2 separate regions of the Sus scrofa genome follow, and region 1 is linked to region 2. Evidence: chromatin contacts called from public Hi-C data. All regions are on one chromosome and are shown on one strand. The core of a region is the stretch at or near the end of the contact, and the rest is flanking DNA. Distances in the headings are between cores, read along the strand shown. Region 1 overlaps PACRG (parkin coregulated gene protein). Region 2 has its middle 20 kb from the start of QKI.

What was found. A called contact is a pair of places that touch in the nucleus more often than the background predicts.
Region 1: a Hi-C map of skeletal muscle shows a contact between it and region 2, with 2.3 times the contacts expected there. The contact joins two enhancer-like sites. A contact is called at or near these places in 1 of 5 promoter capture datasets (liver), 4 of 47 Hi-C or Micro-C datasets (liver and skeletal muscle) and 1 of 2 datasets of contacts at active chromatin or transcription factors (skeletal muscle).

Annotation. Positions count from the first base shown.
Region 1 is chr1:4,981,036-4,985,820 of Sscrofa11.1, reverse strand. The region is part of intron 4 of PACRG (parkin coregulated gene protein); the gene reads left to right. Among named protein-coding and RNA genes, the nearest start is that of QKI, 100 kb to the right of the region's middle. Within about 2 kb of position 1,695, at least 4 of the 83 cell types and tissues checked have an H3K27ac peak or open chromatin away from gene starts, as enhancers often do. A contact at or near this core is called in skeletal muscle, where this site is marked.
Region 2 is chr1:4,900,791-4,905,973 of Sscrofa11.1, reverse strand. No RefSeq gene overlaps it. Among named protein-coding and RNA genes, the nearest start is that of QKI, 20 kb to the right of the region's middle. Within about 2 kb of position 2,998, at least 11 of the 83 cell types and tissues checked have an H3K27ac peak or open chromatin away from gene starts, as enhancers often do. A contact at or near this core is called in skeletal muscle, where this site is marked.

The DNA of each region.
Region 1 (4,785 bases), core at 446-2,945, 81 kb before region 2:
TGTTATAATGATGATTATAGTGTTAGAAACACCAATAGCATGCTTACACATATGTGACCAGAATTTTACCTACTTAAGATTTCATCTCTATGCCGTCACTTACCTAAGTACCTGGGAGGAGAAATCATTATGTACCTTTCCATCCCCTTCATCCTCGTCACCAACCTCACGGAACTGCTTGAGGATTAAGGGAAGCAACGTAAGACTCCACTTGATGCTGACACCTGCTCTCCGCAGAGGGTCAGTTCAGTATCCTGAGGCCCCAGACGTGTTTCCAGGACCGGAGAGCACGGACCTTTGCTCAATCAGAAGTTTGCTCAACAAACCGCAGGCAAGATGCCATGGTCCCCTACCTCCTGGGAGCGAGAGACACCTCTGTGGCTCTGCTAGGGTCTGTGTCTGCACAAGGCAGCCCACGCCCTTCTCTGGGTCACCTTCCTTCAAGCCCACGGTCCCCTGCGTCTTTGGTAGACTTTTGAGATCTTGTTTTTGGTAGAATTTCAACTGCATTCGGCAGAAAATAGAGACCCCTGGAGTCTACTCCGCTCCCCAAATTCTGATTTGCCATCTTAAGGTTTTTTAAGGAAAGAGTAGAAAAAATTAAAAGTGAGTCAATTTCGTTCCCTCAAGCAAAATAACAATTTTAACAGGACTTAAAGGAACTTAGAATTTGAGTAGTTTTATTTACCATGTGGCTTTTTAGATCCGTAACATTTGGGGTCCTAGGTGTGTAGTTTCCTAGAGGATTAATCACTGGTTCCCTGACAGACTCATCACTGAAGAAGGACCGTAGCAGTGGGCTAACATGTGCAGCCCTGGATGTGTTTCATGGGTTATATTTTACCTTGGTCTTTGAGAGAGCACTGATTAGACTTGCCGGTAGCTTGTCCATATAAGAAAAACAACTGTAAATGTTCCACACTGATCTCTGTAAACAGCTGGCTTTTTCTTAATTTTTAACATTCCATCTTGTAACAGGCTGTAACTACATAAAAGGAAGTGAAAAATGTACAAGAAATACCCAGATAGTTCAGAACTAAGGGTCATGTGTCCTGAAATAGCTACCCAAATAATGACATTTATCTTGACTAATGGAATGGCACCTCAGTTATCAATCTGACCTTGTCAGAGCTCAGCGCCAACCAGGTTCAAAGTCCTTTCGTCGAGTTTGTTTTCACCTTAAAAATCTCCTCTCGGGAGTTCCCGTCGTGGCGCAGTGGTTAACGAATCCGACTAGGAACCATGAGGTTGCGGGTTCGGTCCCTGCCCTTGCTCAGTGGGTTAACGATCCGGCGTTGCCGTGAGCTGTGGTGTAGGTTGCAGACGCGGCTCGGATCCCGCATTACTGTGGCTCTGGCGTAGGCAGGTGGCTACAGCTCCGATTCCACCCCTAGCCTGGGAACCTCCATATGCCGCGGGAGCGGCCCAAGAAATAGCAACAACAACAACAAAAGACAAAAAAAAAAAAAAAAAAAAATCTCCTCTCGATGTCATATGCAACTTTCTTCCCACTAGAAAGCTTTGTCTTGTTAAAGTTGCAGTAAGAGGTAAAGACATTTTTTCCCGGTGATTCACTAACAAGGGCCCACGGGTTAATCACCTGGCCTCAAAACAAAATGGACCCAACAGTGCTCATCTGTGCCTGAAAGAGCTATCAGTCCACCCACTGAAATGCGTCTCCTGCCGGAGGTCACGGTTAAGGGTACTGGCATGGCTTTACGAGGAGGCTCAGGTTGCAGCTGTCTGCACTATCCCTAGCCTGAAGATAAATAGCAGACTTCAGTTTCCACTGCTACTGGTCTTTTAACATTTAGTGAGAACAAATGCTCCGGCTTAGCTCTGCATCCAGCTTGTACCTCCCGGTGCCACCTTCATCTTTAGGGGCTCCCCATGCAATACAAAAAGGTAGACATGCCAACACAGGTTGTAGTATATCACAGAGTTAACATTTAACAAATGAACACTTCGCACAGATAAACCAAAATAACAGTGATTTTCCATGTGGCCTCATGTGTAAATCATCCAATCTGAAGGTTACCCCCAAAGTCTTGATTTAAGGTACACTGTAAGTGAAGGCTGGACTCGCCCTCTCATGAGGTCCCACCTATGACTAGCCTGGTGGGTCACTGAGCATGGTCCTTCAGAGAATGACCTAGGAAGCAAGAGATGGGTGGGTGGTGGGTGGACAGATGGATGGGTGATGCTAAGGAAAGGTGTAAAGAAGCCTTTTAGAAATCTCCACATTATAAATGTTCCTCCTTCTGGAGGTGATAATCCATTAAGTTACTCAAAGTAATTGAATTTATTATGCTATTGCCTCCACATTTCTGAACACAATCCCTCCGATTCTTTCAGTTCCCAGGGTACCACTGCCCCGGGCCACCTCTAGAAGTTACAGCATTTCTTTTCCACCCTCCACTCTCTGAAACAGTGCTGATTCAGACAAAGGAAGAGAGCGTAGGATATCTAACTGCAGAGAGACCCAATAAATAAACAGACTAAAGATAAGAACAAATCATTCTCATAAGTGGAAAAAAAAAAATCCATGCGGCAAAAAAAAAAAAAAAAAATGCATTGGGAAATGTTAGCACACCTTAGTAATTAGAAAAATATTAACAAAGTAACATTTTATATGTACTGAATTAACAAAATTTACAAAATTTTTTATTACGACATCCAGTGCTGTGATAAACAGGTAAGCTCTTACGTTGCTGGTAACCTAAGTTGGCATCCTTTCTGAAAATCAATATGGATATATATATATACCAATAACCTACTAAGTTTTTGTATTCTCTGAAGCAGTAACCTCACTTCTGAGAATTGTTTCAAGGAAATAGTAGAACTAAAGAAAAAGACTGTATACACAAAGATACAGTCATTATTGCATCGTTATCCAAAACTGTGAAAACCTGGCAGGAGACAGTGTCCCTAACTAGGGAGGGTCGACGTCCGTCATACCCCTTCACCCCAGAGCTGTTAAAGTCATTAAAAACTGCAGTTATATAGAGCAGCGTCAGCAGTGGAAAGAGCAACCGCAAAGCCGGGTGATACCGTGCTCTCTGATGACAACTTGTTCCAACCTCAAGGCCTTTCTTGCAGTGGCTATTCTGTGCGGCACATTCTTCCCAGGCTGCTTGTTACAATGCTGGCTTACTCTCAGCATTCAGCACTCAGCTTGAGTTTAACCTTCTCAGCAAGACCTTCCTGGTCACTGGCCCAAGCTGATCCCTCCCAGCCCCTCTCTGCCACAACCCATATTTTCATTCCTTGCTAGAACTTCTCACTCAAGTACTCTTGTTCTGTCTGGTTTATCAGGGTATTAATATCTGCCTCCTCTTCCAGACTGTGAACTCCTTCTGTACCCCTCTAGTTCTTCACTCTACCCTCAGCTCCTAGAACCCCACACCGTTGATCTTCCTAAAATCACAGAACTTAGACCACCACACTTGGGGTCAGATCAGAACCCAGCTCCTGATTTTCTCCTGGGATTTACATCCCTCTACCTTCTCCATGGGCCTCTCCCTCAGCCCACGCCCACAGACATATCGGGGTAGTTGAGTTCCCCAGTTCCTGACTCCACACCTGGAGCTGTACCATCTGGAAGGAGAGAAAATGACAGATTTGCTGTCATCCCAAAGCCAGGGAATTTGTCCACAAGTGCTGGCAAAGCCAGAGTCCATTGACTCCTAAAATCCCCATCAATAGAGCTGCTCTCATGAACCAAAGATCTCTGTTAAAATATGAGCAGCTGAGGCACAGGGGCTCACATCACGTGGCAGATCTTCACATCTAAGAATGTGTATCTTGTGCATAGAAGCATGTAGAGGGCAGCGTTCCTCAGCAGACAGTATTCCAAAATACTGAAATTAAACGGGATGGTTTATTTAGAGGCCTTGGGGGGTTGAAGGATGATTGATCCCTGGTAGGGAACCCCAGAGTGACGGCCAGAAATCAGCTGAGCCCTTGGTCCAGTTTTCTCCACCAATCTGAAGGTTTTTCCTCATCCAGATTAACAGAAGTCGGCAAGTGTGCTTGCTTGCCAGGATGTTTGCCAAGGTCACTCAGAGCTCTGGGTCTACCATGCAAATGTCAGATTTGAGAGCCTGTCCAGGAGTGGGAGCCAGTGCCCACCATCATCCCAAGGGGCCTAGGGTCATGGTTTGAAAAGTCCAGAAGTGTAGAGAGGGCCTTGGGAGTCTCAGAGGTCAAAGTAGCAACCCATGCAGTGAAGGGGGGAGATGGGGTGATTTGGGCTACAATAGAAAAAGCAGGAAAGCAAGTTTTCTAAACCTCTCCATCTTGGTAAGACATGAGCCAGAACGTTGCTCCAGTTCTCCCTTCTGTTCTACTGTCTCCTCCAACATAGCTGTTACCTTGTGGTCAGCAATAGGCAAGGACACCTCCTCTCCCCCTATCTCTCCACTCAACTCAGCTACTTGCTTGATATACAATCAGAATTATAACACATTGTCATAAGTATGTATTAAGTGCCAATTAGTGCTCCAAAACACAAAATCAGGAAATGTGAATATATGTTATTTTCCAAATATTAGGTCTCATAGGAATGCTATATATATGTGTGTGTGTGTGTGTGTGTGTGTGTGTGTGTGTGTGTCATATTTTATATGACTTGAGGCACAAGGATCAGGTTTGCATTCAAAAACTAAATCCACATTTTCCTGTTGGTTTACAAAGTCTACATTTCGCACAGTCAGCCAGTAATCTAAGGAATAGGGTAATCTACTCCTGAAATTAGAAAAATCAGGTCTTTGCTGAAGCAAAAGA
Region 2 (5,183 bases), core at 1,749-4,248:
CTCTTTAAGAGAGAGGTCAACGGAATAGTCTACCCTACAGCATGAAGCTTGCCCCAGTCTTAAAGGATGGGGTGGACAGAGGCTGCCACTGGCGGTGGGAAATCAAGAGATACCACCCAGGCAGACAGCACCTACGTGATCCAATGCAGAGAAGCTGGTCCAGCCCACACACCAAGTGTCAAGCATGGCACATAAGACCCCAGCATGGGGCCACACTCAACTCCATCAAGGGACACAGCTTCTGCCAAGCAGAACAGCTTCCATGGCAGACAAGAGTCACCAGAGAAAAAGCTGTCCAGGAATGGAGACGTTGTACAGAGAGACCTTTGAGGGAGAAGGCAGATGGTTTAAACCCGTGTGATACCCAAGAATCTATATTTGTGTTGGCCTTCTATTGTTGCCTCTTCAGGTGGAACTCTTAAAACATAGTCGACTCTGCACACTTTATAAATAACGTACTTGTAATGTACATTTTTCTAATTGAAAAAATTTCAGCCATTGCCCCAAGTAAATCATAGGCATGATTTAACAGGAGATGAATCAGATTTTAAAACTGGAAAAAAACCCTCTGAAATAGTACTGGTTCTTAACAAAAGAGAATTAGAGCATGGTTTTAATCCTTGGTCCTGTGGTTCCACAAGATTACAAACGGGAATGGTTTAGGTTATAGGCACCAGAATAAACTTCGTCTACCTTTTATTGCTCCAGCAATTTAAACTTTGAAGGCGCCCTTAAATCTGTTCTGGAATGTTCCTCATGTCAGCCGCCGAAGGCCGAGTGGGTCTGACAGAGAGCTTCATCCTTTCGGCCTAGGGTCACCCTCGCCGGAGAGGAGAGAAGCCGACTGTCCGTGCTTCTGGTGAGCATTTCTTGCCTTGACAGCCAAGGACACGCTCCCACCCCAGGGCCCTGATCCAAGCTGAGCCCACTAGAGGCTTCTCCTGGGACTTTACAACGGGCGTCAGTCTTGGGGTGAGGAGGTGGGCGATTCTATTTTTTTTTTTTTTTTTTGTCTTGCAGCAAAATCGAGAGATGTAGGGCATCGCTGTTGCTGGGGATCGTGTGTCCGGCCACGTGGAGGAAGTTGGCCTGAGAAAAGCCAAACCATATTCGGTGCGAAGAGAAAAGAGAAAGTCTTGTTCGCCTTCAAACTTCTGGATCCAGTGGTTTTAGAGGCTCTGCTGCTTCTTTTCCATGGTTGCTTGAGACTTGTCAATAAACACTTTTCTTTTTTTTTTTTCGTTTAAACTATTTCCAGTTGAGTTTATGCTCCTTAAAGAGCCAAACTAATGTGTCTGCCTGCAGCATATTACACTGCAATATCACGTCTACTGCCATGAGTTTGTTATAACCCTCCCATGTAAGAAGGAATAAGACTCAGTCATGTTAGATAAATTATCCCAAATCTCACATTGTGTCATTGGTATAATTATGTCACGCTCCAGGACATGCTATTAGGACCCTGATTTCTTTTTATTTCTATGACAAGCCCTTGAAAGGGTAGACCTGGACAAGCATTGTTAGTCCTAATTTTATTTTATTTTTATTATTTTATTTTGTCAGGGTTTTTTTTTTTTTTTTTTTTTTTTTGTCTCTTTAGGGCCACACCCACAGCATGTGGAAGTTCCCAGGCTAGGGGTTGAATCGGAGCTGGAGCTGCAACTGCCGGCCTACACCACAGCCAAAGCAATGTGGGATCCAAGCCACATCTGTGACCTACACCACAGCTCATGCACAGCAATGCCAGATCCTTAACCCAATGAGCGAGGCCAGGGATCAAACCAGCAATCCTCATGGATACCAGTCAAGCTCTTAACCCACTGAGCCACAACAGGAACTCCATTAAGCCTAATTGTAGATGAGAAAACTGAGATTCAGAGACAGTGGGTAACTTCCTTCCTATCAAACAGTCAGCCAGTGCTGGGACCGGCCTTGGACCCATGACTTCCCACATAACATCCAGTGCTCCCTGCAACCACACCTCATTGTATAGCCGCGAGCACATGCTCTCTCGCACGCACGCACGCACGCACACGCGTGCACACAAACATGCACACATATGCACTCGCACGCACACACATACGCGTGCACACGCACACGCACACACACTCATAGACATGCATGAGCACCAAGGTCAACGTCAGTCAAAATGACTGTTCTTAGGAATATCTTTAAGTGTTTTAAGTTACTGCTGCCCATAATTATTTATTTTCTGCCAAAACACTGGTTTAGGAACCACCTAACTCTTCTGCAGATCTAACTGTGATAAAATATTTCCCATTATCTTGAGACTTAATAACACATAAATAGCTTGTACTTTGTCTCTCTTGGTTTTGATACCTAATGAAATGTGAAAAAGCAAGATGACACATAAAAGAAAAGCAAAAGATAACTAATTCAGAGATTAACTTTGGAAAAGCTCCAAAATTAGATCGTGTAATTAGTTCACACTTTAGAAGCCTTTGGTGGAATTAGATTTATGCAAACAAATTCCATTCACATAGTTTAGGAAGACTGAATGATTTTGTAGGTGAATTATGCTTAAAGTGAAGGATTACGTAAGTCTTATTCCCAACTTTTCTCTCTGTAAGAACTAGTTGCTTTTTGCTTGTTTGTTTGCTTGTTTGCTTTTTTCTTTCTACGCCCAAACCTGTGGCATATGGGAGTTCCCAGGCTAAGGGTCAAGTCAAAGCTGCAGCCGCCAGCCTACACTACAGCCACAGCAATACAGGATCCAAGCTTCGCAGCCTGTGGCAACGCCCAATCCTTAACTTACTGAGCTAAACGGCAGCAACTCTTAAAAAAAAAAAAAAAAAAAAAAAAATAGACCTAAACATTCCTTGAAGGCAAGAGGCCAAGGTTGGTAGGTTCCAAACTTGATCTGCTCTGGTTTTCACATCTCTTATGCAACACTGTACAGAGGTTAAAGGAGTAAATGGCTAGACAGTGCCCCTGGGTTTTTTTTAATTGTATTTTTTGTTGTTGCAGGAAATCCATCATACCAAAAGTCACTGATGGGATTGCAGTCATTACAGTGCTCAAGGAAGGAAATACTGAAGCTCAGGGCTCTGTCAGCCACTGGGAAAGACAAACTCTGCAGGGCTTTCCCACTTGAAGCGTTTATTACTCAGTATTAGCTGCGTTTAACCATATGCTTAAATACCAACTACAGTACTTAAGACATAACTTAAGACATTTCTCAGTGGACATTCTTCCCTATATTATGAAAATCAGATCTAAGATTCACCTCAGTAGATAACAATGAACCAATATAAACAAACCATCCAGTCGAGTTCAGTCAACTCATGAGATGTTAAAAAGAACAACAAAAAATTTTTTTTTACCAAATGGACTGGTTGTTTGTCTATATGGACAAAACGAAATGATTATTTCATTGTGCAAATATTTCTTGGACAGTTTCCCCCCTGTTTACGAACCAGCTATTTTCAGACTAGTCAGTACGTGTATACGCTGTCAGAGACTAGAGGAAGACAGGTCAGGGAAGTTTTGAATGTGGCATTTAGCCAAAAAGTTTTAAATTCGGTTTGGATTTGGGCTCAGCTGTGAAACACGTGCCTGGGTGTAGGGAATAAGAGTTTCAGTCTGGAAAAATATCGGGATGTGTAACAGCTGCCACTCCCAGCGCTTCCATGAAAACAGCCTGGGCTGGTCTGCCAGTTCCCATCGTGTTTGAGAACCGTGTGTAAACATTCCAAAACAGGCAGTGTTTTTAAACCTTGTAATGAGTTGGGTGCAGTTTTCAAGGATCAAATATTTGAGAAACAAAAATCATACCATGAGATTAAAAAAAAAAACCCTTGTGAAAAATGAGATGGAATGCAAAACTGTCGTTTTTGATATTTCAGCTCTGAGTTAAGACTTCATAGAGATATTTTCATTTACTCCTTGCTGGCTTAATACAAATTCAGATCAGTTCTGGTTTGAGAAAAGATGATGTCCGGCGTTACTTTTCTATTTGCATGAAACTCCATGGCAATGAAGTTGAACTAGAGAAAAACAGAGGTGGGGTGAAAGAGGAGATCTCCAAACTTTTGAGAGTGAAAATGCTGAGATGTCTATATTTTCTGTGTATTTAGTTGCATTTTTAAAAAAGCAAATGGATGTTATAAACTGTCATATATATTTATATATAGGAGTTAATTAAAATTTTCAAATTTTGTGTGCATTTCCCCAGACAATGACCGTTTCTCTGACATTTTGCATGGTTTGCTCTGATGTCAGGAGAGGCACTATCTCAAGAGTATTTGCACGCACCTTTTTCATCCGTCTTTGGATCTGAACATTTCTGTGATCCTGGGGTAGCTCCCATGAAGTTCCAGGAAGGGATCCTCGATCAGTCGAAAACAAAGGAGCTCCCTGACTATGGACAAACAATTTTTCTTAACAGATTTTATGGCTGATTTCTTATTACATAATGAACTTTATCATAGAAAATATAGCTTGGCAAAAATAATGAAGAATAACAAAATTAAAATTCTTTCTTCTGTATCTGCCACATTGGAAATAATTTTGCTATATCTTTAACTATTTATACAACATAAATTCCCAAAAGTGAAATTATAGCTTAAAGGCACATATAATTCTAAATCTCTTGATTACCTATAATCAAATGGACTTGCAGAAATTCATAAATTTTTAGGATTATTATTAGTGCTCATGAACATGTCTGTTTCCTCACTGTTTTTTTCTTTTTTTTTGCTTTTTAGGGACGCACTCACAGCCAATGGAGATTCCCAAGCTAGGGGTTGAATTGGAGTTGTAGCTGCTGGCCTACACCACAGCCGCAGCAATGCAGGAGACTTAACCCACTGAGCAAGGCCAGGAATTGAACTTGCATCCTCATGGATACCAGTCAGATTCATTTCCGCTGAGCCACAACAGGAACTCCCATACACGCTATTTAAAGACTGTAACTAATAAAAACATTAAGAAGTAAAGAAAACTTGTGAATAGTGTTAGTCAAAGGAAATCTTTCTTGGAGACCCACCCCTTACTGCGAGCAAAACCTGGCCTTCTAGGGTGATGACATAAATGGCAGCGCTCGTGTTTCCTGTCTTGTGTCCAGTCTCAGCCTAGACCAGGTGATGAGTGTGGGCTGGCTCAACAGGAGGCCTCATTCAGGTGCTATGATGCCTCTTGCAGATGCTCTAGCAGCTTGAAGA